Regions from separate parts of the Sus scrofa genome. Here region 1 is linked to region 2. The links are chromatin contacts, called in public Hi-C maps. All regions are on one chromosome and are shown on one strand. Each heading gives the region's core, a stretch centred on a gene start, on an enhancer-like site or on the middle of the called end of the contact. The rest is flanking DNA. Distances are from core to core; before and after follow the strand shown.

Evidence for each region. A called contact is a pair of places that touch in the nucleus more often than the background predicts.
Region 1: a Hi-C map of adipocytes shows a contact between it and region 2, with 2.0 times the contacts expected there. The contact joins the promoter of ITGBL1 here to the enhancer-like site in region 2. A contact is called at or near these places in 3 of 47 Hi-C or Micro-C datasets (adipocytes, embryonic fibroblasts and skeletal muscle) and 1 of 2 datasets of contacts at active chromatin or transcription factors (skeletal muscle).

Annotation. Positions count from the first base shown.
Region 1 is chr11:70,038,528-70,044,401 of Sscrofa11.1, reverse strand. It overlaps ITGBL1 (integrin beta-like protein 1), which reads right to left and starts at 2,351. Exons shown (of 11, transcript XM_005668526.3): 1 at 1,870-2,351; 2 at 494-711. The coding sequence starts at 1,967.
Region 2 is chr11:69,968,577-69,974,354 of Sscrofa11.1, reverse strand. The region is part of intron 6 of NALCN (sodium leak channel non-selective protein); the gene reads left to right. Among named protein-coding and RNA genes, the nearest start is that of NALCN, 52 kb to the left of the region's middle. Within about 2 kb of position 2,579, at least 3 of the 83 cell types and tissues checked have an H3K27ac peak or open chromatin away from gene starts, as enhancers often do.

The sequences.
Region 1 (5,874 bases), core at 1,102-3,601, 70 kb before region 2:
ATCTGCTTCCCTGGAATTGAGGAAAATAAGATTCCTCTGTGTTTCTTTGGTAAAAACAAAATAAAGGCCAGAAACAAACACAACACTGTAAACCAACTACACCTCAATTAAAAAAAAAAAAAATACAGGCTTAATTTCTGCAAATATTATGTTTAACATTTATGACTGGGGTAGGAGAGCCCAGCGTAACAACTCCATGTATGAGGAAGGTGGGAGATTTGGTTCGTCATAAGGAATTCAAAAGCCAAGTGAGACTGATAATTAAGTGAATCTACAAATATTATTTGCACTTACGTTTGGACCCCAGGGCGGGGATCAGTGTTACAAGATGACTCCAGCACTGACTACCAACAGGGAGGCCTTCGCGGTGGCACTAATTTCCAGGGCTGTTAGAGGGGTTGTCCCCACCTTTCCCTCCCCAGGAAGTGGCAGAAGCCCCGGGAGCGCGTGCAGCCCGCGGGGCCACGCGGCGGGACCAGCGCCGCCCCCTTACCTGCGCAGGTGCTGCCGTCGTAGGTCTCGCACACCCACTCGTGGCACTCGCACAGGGGCCCGAAGTACACGCCCGGCTCGCTCACGTGACAGATGCAGACCCCGCAGTCGCACCGGCCGCGGCCGTGGCACAGAGCGCCCCCTGGGGGCTGCCCGGGCGCCCGGCACCGGCGCTCCGACTCGGCCCGGGACAGCCTGCACGCGGCGCCCGGCCCGCTTCTGCAGGGGCGACAAACCACAGCAGGGCCACGGTCAAGCCCAGACACTGCCCCTGTGATCCGAACCCACGTTGCCTTCACCTTGCCTCCCAGGGTCCACCCAGACCCCAAACGGAGACGTACAACCCTCTGGATAGGAAGCCCGAGGCCCCCCATTTGGAGGCCAAGCTGCCACCAGCCGTGGGCCACCACCGAAGAAGTGACCAGACCCAAGGTGTCTAAGAGGTGACCTGCCCACCTAGGAACAGGACCGTATGCCAGGTGGACTAAGTGACCCGGCCCTACCTCTTGGTAATTTGCCGCTGAATCTTACATGCGCATTTAAGTAAGAATTAATCCAAACTATGACACTTGGCTGACTTTTCAGTTCTCTTTAAAAAGTCCTGCGGCTAGCTAGGGGCAGTTATTTTCTGAAAAAGAAGAGATGAGTATATAGAAAGAGCTATACATGTTATGAGAGCACAGGATATAGCGTTTTTTCAAGTTGCAATATGCTTATAACCTTTACTTTTAAAACGTACACGTTTAATAGACTTGGGGTTGCCCAGAGGGAGGGGGAGGGAATGGGAGGGACTGGGAGTCTGGGGTTAGTAGATGCAAACTATTGCATTTGGAACAGATAAGCAATGAGATTCTGCTGTGTAGTCCAAGGAGCTATATCTGATCACTTGTGATGGAACATGGTGGAGGATACAGTGAGAAAAAGAATGTGGGTGGCTTCGCTGTACAGCAGAAATTGACAGAATATTGTAAATCAGCTATAATAAAACATTTTTTAAAAAACATGAAAGTTTCGTTATTGTGATGTGACTCTCAGAATGTACTGCAAAATGTAACACAGACCCCGTGAAATAATTCTGCCTTATAGGTGGTGAGAAAACACAGGTACACAGAGGTTGGCACAAGTTCCTCTTGCTATGTATTGGAATAGGAGGAAGTCATATATTGATTCAATGATTGTATTTTTTCCAAAGGAAAAGCAACAGGACAGGGGTAAAGCAGCACACTGTGTAGATATAAGGAAAGGAACAGGTTGAAAATAGTTTATCCCGCGTCCAACTTTCTAACTGCTCTTGGCTTAAGGCGGCCATCCCCAACCTTGAGTTCTGCCACGTAAAGCAGGGCAGATCTGTCTTAAAGAAAAACAAACCAGACTTACCTCAGGGATGGCGAGAAGCTTTGGGGAACAGCTGACAGTCCCGCAAAGAGAAGGGAGGACGCCAGCAGCAAGAAGTTCCTGAAGCCGGCGGGACGCATGCTGAGTGTCCCAGGGGGGCCGGGAGGCAGCCGCGCTTCTGCCAGGTGGGGCTCCCCGGGGGGAGGGGAGGCTGCAGGGGGAGAGGGGCCACGGGCAGATGGCCGGGCAGACGGACCCCCAGAAGCCCAGGCGTGCAGGTCCCGGGCTTTCCCCGGAGCTGCGAGTGCCTTGATGAGCTGCCTGCGAGGATTTGGGCAGCGGCACCGTTCTGGGCGGGGTGCTGGTACCAAACTCCTCAAGTGGAGAGTCTAGGCAGGGAGGTAATTAGAAACAGTTGTACAAGCAGATGGTTTATTTTGACATTAAAAAAAAAGTCCTGTTCACAGATTTAAGAAAATCGTTTCTTTCTTCAAGTTCAGGCCCCAGAAATACTTGACAAGAGGATATTGAGCTGGCTGATATTAAAGGGACAGATCAAATGATCCCGAAGATGGGAGGGGGAAGTGGGGACGCTTCCTCTTCTGACTCGTGAGGTCAGCGGGAACATTGGGGCGGGATTACTTTCACGACATACTTTTCAAGAAGATACACTGTTTGACTATTTGGGGTGTGAGTTGCTGGGGGCAGGAACAATTGACAAAATATCCCTTTTTTCTTGTGTTTTTGAGCCCTTGTTTTAAATGATGGGTCTCTTGGAATTCCCTGGGGGCCTAGCGATTAAGGTTCCGTGCTGTCACTGCACTGCGGTGGCTCAGGGTTGATCCCTGGTCCCGGAAACTTCCATATGCCACAGGTGCAGGCAAACAATTAAAAAATAAAAAATAGGTTTCTCGTCTCCTAAGCTGTTACAAAGTGTGTCATGCTTCTAGTTGTTTGGGCCAGTGGTTTATCACAGCACATTTTTTTCTTGACTTGGATGGTTCAAACTGCAGTTGTCCCGAGTTCACCCCATCCTCCCCCACAGATTAAGTATGAGAAAATAACATGTATGATTACAATGTCAGTGCTGCTGACAAATCGTCGGTGTCACTTGTGAAGCACCTACTATGTGCTGGTCGCTTGGTATGTTTTATCTTCAACCGTGCCAATAACCACACATTCATTTACTCACGTAGCAAACACAGGTTAAGCATCCACCGGCTACCAGGCTGTGTGCCAGACAGAAAAGGCACAACAGGGAATTAAGGAGACCTGATCCCTGGGCAAGTGGACAATACCCAAAATAAAACCACAAATCTAAAAGGAGGAAAAGTTGCAAGTTACTCCCAGCTTGGCTCCATTCATCAGATCTAATCAAGATAGCATTTGAATTAAAGGCTGAAAGAGAAGTAGAGGGAAGTTGAGTGGAAATGGTGAAGAGGTGGCAGAGTGAAGGGCACTGTCATTCCCATTATAAAGATCAAGAAACTGAGACCAAAGACTGACCTCTGCTCAAAATTGGCCGGCTTGCCCCAATCCACATAGGAAGTTCGAGGGAGACCTGAAAGCCCACACCTGTGTGGTCCCTGGAGCAAGGTATTGTGGACGGATCTACGGAAGGGAGGAAACATCTTTCCTTTGCGCTAAGAAGAGCTTTAGATGCGGAGGATCCCAGGAAATAGAACCATACAAGCTGCGACTCTGGCCTTAAAGCCGGAGATGATGCAACAGGACGGATCTCTCTCTGTAATTTGCAGGGAGAGATAAAAGACCAAGGCGCAGATTTTCCTGCTGGGGCTTGAAGGTGCCCTGAACAGAGAGCCTAATCCTTTTCTCTTGCTTCTCCAGACTCCATCTGTACCCGAAAGGGGTCTGTCTGCCTGGGGCACATCCTAGCCCAGGCAGCTAAGCCTCCTTCAAAGGCTGACCCTTTGTCGACTTTTGCCCAAGCGTGTACACGCTGGTGGCCGAATCTGCCACCAGGAGGACAGACTGGACAGAGGCGTGCACCAGCCAGAGAGTAATCTGGGTGGGGAATTCTGGAGTCCGGGGTACCCAGAGTGTGGTTTAGAAGGATCAGCAAAGGCTCACATTGGCAGGTGCCCTGGATCACAGGAACTGCTTATCCTCTGGGGGAGGGGGTGTGGCTGGAGGGGAATCAGAGTCCCTAAACCAGTCATTTCCCGAAGGTGATCTGTGAACCAGCTCCAGCAGCGGCACCAGGGAACTTAGAAAGGCAAGTTCTCAGGTCCCACCCCCAGACCTACAGATGCACAGGCTGCCTGTTACCAATATCCCTGGGAACTCTATTTGCACCTCATATTGAGGGAGCTTTGCAAACCATGGGGCCCCGGGCTGGGGTCACGGATGCCTGGATCTAAGAATGGGACTCATATGCACGCCTAGTTCCACTCCCGGCACCCTTCGCCTTCCTGGCCACGTGTAACGCTGTGAGGACGTAGGAACAGGCTCTCCTGCCAACATCTGAAAAGTCTGGTGACTCAGAGACTATGGGAAGCGTAGAAGGAAGGGCAGCATCAATTCCAAAGCCTCCCTAGGAATTTGCTGTGAAAACATGGAACTTTTAATAAATGAGTCATGTATTACTTTTTGCATATTTTCTGAGGGAAAAAAAAAAGAATCCTTGTGGAATAGGGAACTGAGTTTTGAACACTTCTTTGGGGAATTCAAACAGTCCTCTGAAACTGTGGTGTTTTCCTACAGGGCACCATGCCAGGAGGAATATTATCATTAGGAACGTGCTGCTGTGAAGCAAAGATAGTTGGTACTAGGTGACTGACAGCATTTAAATGTTCAGATCCTTATATGATTGTGACTCAGAAATAATATTCCCAGGAAGCTGAAATAGTTATATTGCGGTTGACTTGGTGACTCAGGAGAAAGTCTTGCATCCACACAAACTGTCAAAATAAAAGAAAGTAACTTAACATTTTCTCTTTTTAGCAAACTTTGATTTTTTTTTTTCCTAAGTACAAAATGTCTTGGAATGACCTACTTTCTTCCCTCTCCCAGTTTGCAGAAGACTCAAGGACACACAGCTCTTGAGGGCAGACATAGGAAGGACCCGATTGCTCCATGAAAGGCCCTGAGTTTCTCACTGATCCTGAAAATCATACGACAGATAGCTCTGGGGGAAAGGCCGAGTGGTCTCCTAGAAGCTGAAACGAAATTCAAAGGGATTGAAAACTTCTTCGTCCTCGAACGTAGTCCTGCACCCTCAGGTCACAAAATCATTGCATCTGGGGTTCAAAGGGTATTTTAAAGGTCATCTAGTCCAAAAATCAAATGTTTTGAGAAGGTACTACACGCCTGCCAAATGCTTATGTACCTAGTCTACTCAGTAAAAAAATTAAAATTGGAGTTCCTATTGTGCTCACCAGTGACAAACCCAACTAGTATTCATGAGGACGCGGGTTCGATCCCTGGCCCCGCTCAGTGGGTTAAGGATCCAGCGTTGCCATGAGCTGTGGTGTAGGTCAAAGATGAGGCTTGAATCTGGTGTTGCTGTGGCTGTGGCATAGGCCAGCAGCTGCAGCTTCAATTCAACCTCTAGCCTGGGAACTTCCATATGCCTCAGGTGCAGCTTTAAAAAGCAAAAAAAGGGGGGGGGAGAAAATTAAAGGGAGCACAGCCCTTTCTGAAAGCAGCTCTGAAGACTTTCCCCCTTGACTCCAGATCTACTCTGAAACGTCTTTTAAAATAATGTCCTGGCCGAGACTTGCTTAAAATATTTTAAGATATATAATATGTGTGTTCTTTCCCCAGGCCACCACCTAGCCACCTGGTCCCCAAATAATTCTACCTCTTTCAAGATAAGCATCCTCATCTCCGCCATCTCTGACTTGTGTATTACAACTTCAAGGAGTTCCCGCTGGGGTACAGTGGGTTAAGAATCTGACTGCAGCGGCTCGGCTAGCTGTGGAGGCTGGGTTTGATCTCTGCACAGCACACGGGGTTAAAGGATCTGCTGTGGCCAAAGCTCTGGGGTAGGTTGCAGCTATGGCTCAGATTCAATCCCTGGCCCAA
Region 2 (5,778 bases), core at 1,330-3,829:
GAATTCATTTCTAGGGTTTAGGTCTCTTTAGCAGAGAAAACCGCCTGGGGAGCTTTGTGAAAATACAGAGTACGAAGTAACTCTGTGGATTTGCATTTGTAGGCAGGGCCAAGATAGCCAGATGGTTAGAAATCAAGGATATAAAACTTTAGTTTCACATTAAAATCCCCAAAGATGTGTTATGGATGGGAACATAGATTTGCATGGCTTTTTAAGAGATGTCTTGAATCTTCAAAGACTAAGCTTTTAGCTGCTAGAGCGCCACCTGGGGGTGATTTGAGCGTCTTTGTCCCTTGAAGCTTGTTTCCCTAGAATTGTCTAAAACGCATCAGGTGATTAGAGCCTCTTTGTCATTCTCCCAAAGAAACAAATTGTCCACGAGTTCTGGGAACTGCAGGGCCGGCATCTCCCTTTTGTTTATTCAGTGACTCACGTGTTTTTAAGCCTAGCGATTGAATTGGCAAGTGCACTCTGTGCTCCAGGACATCTGGGGACAGGCGCTTTGGCACTTCCTAAATCCTTGCCTGGCCTTCACGTTCCAGGTAGATGGATGTTCTTACCATTAGGGAGCCCTTAGCATCCTTAAAAAACATAATAATCGGAATATAGTTGACTCACAAAGTTGTATTAATTCCAGGCCTACAGCAAAGTAAATCAGTTCTGTGTGTATATTCACATACACACACACATATAAATGTATATCCATTCCATTTCAGACTCTTTTTCCATATAAGTTATTACACAGTATTGAATAAATTTCCCGGTGATGTATAGTAGATATCACCTCACTCCAGGCAGAATGGCCATCATCAAAAAGTCTACAAACAATAAATGCTGGAGAGGGTGGGGAGAAAAGGGAATCCCCCTACACTGTTGGTGGGAATGCAAGTTGGTGCAGCCACTGTGGAGGACAGTGTGGAAGTTCCTAAAAAAAAAAAACTAAATATAGAACTACGATATGATCCAGCAGTCCTACTCCTCGGCATATATTTGGAAAAACCATAATTGGCATCCTTTGACCATCCCAAAAGGATGGAAGCCTTAAGAGTGAAAAAAAAAAAAAAAAAAAGGCTCTTTTCCAGCCATAAAACTTGGCCAAGCCATAGGCAGTAAATGTAAACACATTTTTAGCTCCTAACCTGTCTGAGGCACTTTTTATTTGTAATTGCTGATCTCATAGATTGAGTGTTATGATCCTCATGAGAAGAAGAGGAAATTGCTCCTTGCTATACATTTGTTAATTGGCGAAATCACCAACTGAAATACTATAATATTGGCCTCAAATTGGGGGTGTCACTCACCATCCTGCCATCTGACCTCTTGCAGATAACTTCCCACACTATTGTCCTAATTCCTGAAGAAAAGGGAGCAGAGTCAGCGCTTGAGTAGCTCTTGCCTTGGGTTCAAGGGTTTCCGGGTTAGAGCTGGTCACTGAATTTTCTGTGTCCTGGTACTTTGCCTTCGCAATGCTCTTTTTGAAATACATTCACATACCCCTCATTGCCTGATTCTGGCTCAGAGGCTAGTCTCCTGGTCCTTGTCCCTTATCCATATCGTCAGAGTAGTGATAGGTATAGATAAGGAAGTAAACCTGGAGAAAATATGTAATTAAAGAAACCATTCAATTATAACAAGGTAAGATGACGATTTAAAACATTTTTAAATGAAATAGTGTGTTTAAATTTCCTACGATGTTTGAAAAACTATTTAATTTTACCACCTTGGTACATGATGGATTCAGTTCTTTTTTTTTTTTGCCTTTTCTAGGGCCACTCCCGAGGTATATGGAGGTTCCCAGGCTAGGGGTCTAATCAAAGCTGTAGCCGCTGGCCTATGCCAGAGTCACAGCAATGCAGGATCCGAGCCGCGTCTGCCACCTACACCATAGCTCACAGCAACGCCGGATCCTTAACCCACTGAGCAAGGCAGGGATCGAACCCGCAGCCTCATGGTTCCTAGTTGGATTTGTTGACCACTGTGTCACGATGGGAACTCCTGGATTCAGTTCTTTATGGCTTTGCCTGTCTAGCCATTCAGGGGAGAATGGGAAAATGGAAAAATCATATTAAAGTACTGTCCATTTAATAGTAAGGACAAATCTATCTCCTAATTTCTTAGAAACAGTTCCAGATTTACTTTTTATAAGAAGATCTGTGATGTCAATATTTTTTCCTGCCGCAGATTAGTCGTCTTGTATTCTAGTCCCTCTAAAAGTCCAGGCAGAGCAATTAAAAGTTTCCAAAATCAGGAGTTCTCGTTGTGGTCCTGAGGGTTAAGGACCTGATGGTGTCTCTGTGAAGATGCAGGTTAGATACTGGCCTCCCTCAGTGGGTTACAGATCTGGTGTGGTGCTGAGCTGCGATGTAGGTCGCAGATGCAGCTCAGATCCCGCATTTCTGTGGCTGTGGCGTAGGCCTGCAGCTGTAGCTCCGATTAGACCCCTAGCCTGAGGACTTCCATCTGCCGCGAGTATGGCCCAAAAAGAAAAAAAACAGTTTTCCAAAATCAGTAAGTAGCCTCATCCCTGCCAATTCCAGGGCGGGATGCTTCATGTTCCAAAGCATCCAGCGAGAGAATTAGCCAGAAGATTCTCTGGGATGAATCTGAAAGGGAGGTTAACAGCCAGAACATGTTTATCGTCAGTACGTGGCAATGTTTAAAAGCAGGGCTTTTAGCAAGAAAATGAACCTTGTTTTCAGGCCTGCCAAGAGTGAGACAAGCCATGACACGAGGTAGCAAAGACCACGTTCACTGTTCTCCCAGTGCAGAGATTGTGTGTGTGTGATTCTCTCCATGGGTTTAACTAGACGTGTGTTCTTCTATTTATGGCTTCCTCTTAGAACATACACTAAACATAGAAAAGAAACCTTCTCCATGCAATAAGCAACAAAACCCTCTTAAAATAGTGTTGTCTGTTGCATAGGGGATTGTTATTCTGTGACTTCCTTCTTTGCATCCCTGAGAATGTGCTCAGGGATGCAAAGTTCAGAAACACATTGTAGCTTGGCCTCTGAGAATATCTTTTACAACAACTGGATCATATTTGGCCATGGAGAAGTCAGCATCCTGCTTAACTTCAGTTCTAGGGGAAAAACACGTGAGAAAAATGGAAGCAAAATTGTCATAAATTCCCACTGAAAGTCTTATTTTGTGCAAATCTTACAATTAAATTAATAACCTCTTTTGTAAGTTAGTGGGCTTTTTTTTTTAAACCTTTTGTTCTTTCTTACAAATGAGGGACAACCATGCTCACCATCCATCCACCACTCACAGTGATGGGATGCTTCTTCTCACACTCCTGTAACATCATGAGTCTATAGGTAGCTCTTAAAACATCCTCTTGTTCTACAGTAGTCATTACTTTTCCACTTTTTTTTTTTTTTTTTTTTTTTGGCGGACCGGTGGCATATGGGAAAAAAAAGTGAGAAAAATAAAATTGTTGTCATACATTCTCATTGAAAGTGTTACTTTGCAAAAATCTTGCAACTGAATTAAGTTGCAGGGATCAGATCTGAGCCACAATTACAACCTGTGGCAACACTGGATTCTTTAACCCCCTGTGCCAGGCCAGGGGTCAAACCTTCATCCTGGTGCTGCAGAGACATTCCTGATCCCATGGTGTCACAGCAGCAACTCCTTGTCATTGCTTTTCTATGTCCTCTCTCTGTCTAGGCACTAAAGGCCCTAGAAATCTCTTCTTCGTTGCCTCCATCTCTAGCAAGTTAGGTGGGAAAGAATAGACCTGACAAAAATAATTATTTTGAATGAATGAACAGACAAGTGAAATCAAGTGGCCCTACTAAGAATACGGGAAAGACGGTTTCTAAAAAAAGAGGCTAAATAACAATAAGCACAGTTATTTCAGAAGCGACAGTGATGACAAAAGGCCAACCCTAAGTGCATGGCCCCCGGAAGTTGGCTATCAGCAGAGAAAGATGTTGTTCTGAGTAATGAAGGGTCTGATGGTGGAGCCTTGAGCTGTGGCACTGGGCGTTGTGGGGCGGTGACAACAAGACTCAGAGGGGTGCATGGTTTCTCTCCAGTCACTGACCATTTCCTTTATATGAAAGTGGGATTCGGCCATTCTGGGAATGGGTTTTCAAATAGCTGAAAAGTTTCATATCTTACAGATGAGGAAACTGAAGGTCCAACAGTGAACGTGGGAAGTTCCTGTTGTGGCTCAGTAGTAACGGACCTAACTAGGATCCATGAGGACACAGGTTCCATCCCTGGCCTCGCTCAGTGGGTTAAGGATCCAGTGTTGCTGTGAGCTGTGGTGTAGGTCACCAAGTGGCTTGGGTCCCGAGTTGCTGTGGCTCTGGTGTAGGCCGGCGGCCACAGCTCTGATTGGACCCCTAGCCTGGGAACCTCCATATGCTGCACGGTCAGCCCTAGAAAGATAAGAAGAAACAGTGAGAGTGAATTGTGTGAAATCCTTCAGTCGGTGAATCACTGACCTGAGGGCATAATCCTTGTCTATCAGTACACAGCTCAGTGCTCTGGGCCCTAGGAGTAATGAGTCTAAAACCATAAAACTCTAAAGTACTGGAGCATTGTTTGGGGCTCTTGCAAAGGATTTCTGCAACCAGCTCAAAGCACATTTTCTTAGCTCTCAAACTCCTACATAATGTTATTTGTAAATATGATATTTTGTTAATAATAATAATAATAATAAAAGAACATATGCCAAGCAGAAAATGAAAGCCTTTTAAAAAACAACCACTCTGAGGGATTCCAGCACTCACTCTGACACGTGGAACTACGATAGCCAGAAATCTAAAATATTGAATATCCATGCCAATTTTTAGATATCACACTAAAAAATTGCATAAAAACAACAGGATCCAATTATTGATGAATTCCTTCTATAATTACTTTACAAATAAATGTAAACAAATAGATAAATACCTTTGCCATAGATTTAAATAATGTTTGTTGGGAAGAAGGACACATTCATTTACTTAAAAAATAATTATTAACCATCTACTATGTATTAGTCAGGGTTCTTCGGAGAAAGAGAACCAATAGGGAGTATATGTAGAAAGAGATTTCTTTAAGGAGTTGGCTCCTGAGATTGTGGGGAGCAGCAAGATCAAAATCTTCAGAGCAGGGCAGCAAGCTGCAATTTCCAGCAGGACTCGATATTGAAATCCTGAGTTCAAAGGCAGTCTAGAGGCAGAATTCCCTCCTCTTGGGACACGCGTCTCTCTCTCTCTCTCTTTTATTTTAGGGCCTTACCCATGGCACATGGAGGTTCCCAGGCTAGGGGTCAAATTGGAGCTGTAGCTGCCAGCTTACACCACAGCCCCAGCAACAGCAGATCTGAGCCACATCTATGACCTACACCACAGCTCACGGCAATGCCAGATCCAGATCTTTAACCCACTGAGCAAGGCCAGGGGTCGAACCTGCATCCTCATGGTTGCTAGTCAGATTCGTTTCGCTGAGCCACAGCAGGAACTCCAGGAGACTTCTGTCTTAAGGCCTTCAACTAATAGCCTGAAGCTCCCCATATTACAGAGGGTTATTGGCTTTACTCAAAGTTTACTGATTTCAATGTGAATTACATCCAAAACATGTAATACCTTCACAGCAACATCTGGATGTTTGGCCCAGATGTTGGACCATACATCTGGACACCACAGTCTATCCGGGTTCACAAATAAATTTAGCCATCACTGGTTATGTCTCGGGAGCTGTATGAAATTGGAAGTTATAATGGGCAACAGACATCCAGTGAACAGTTGACCACACAAACAAGAGCGATACAAGTGTCAG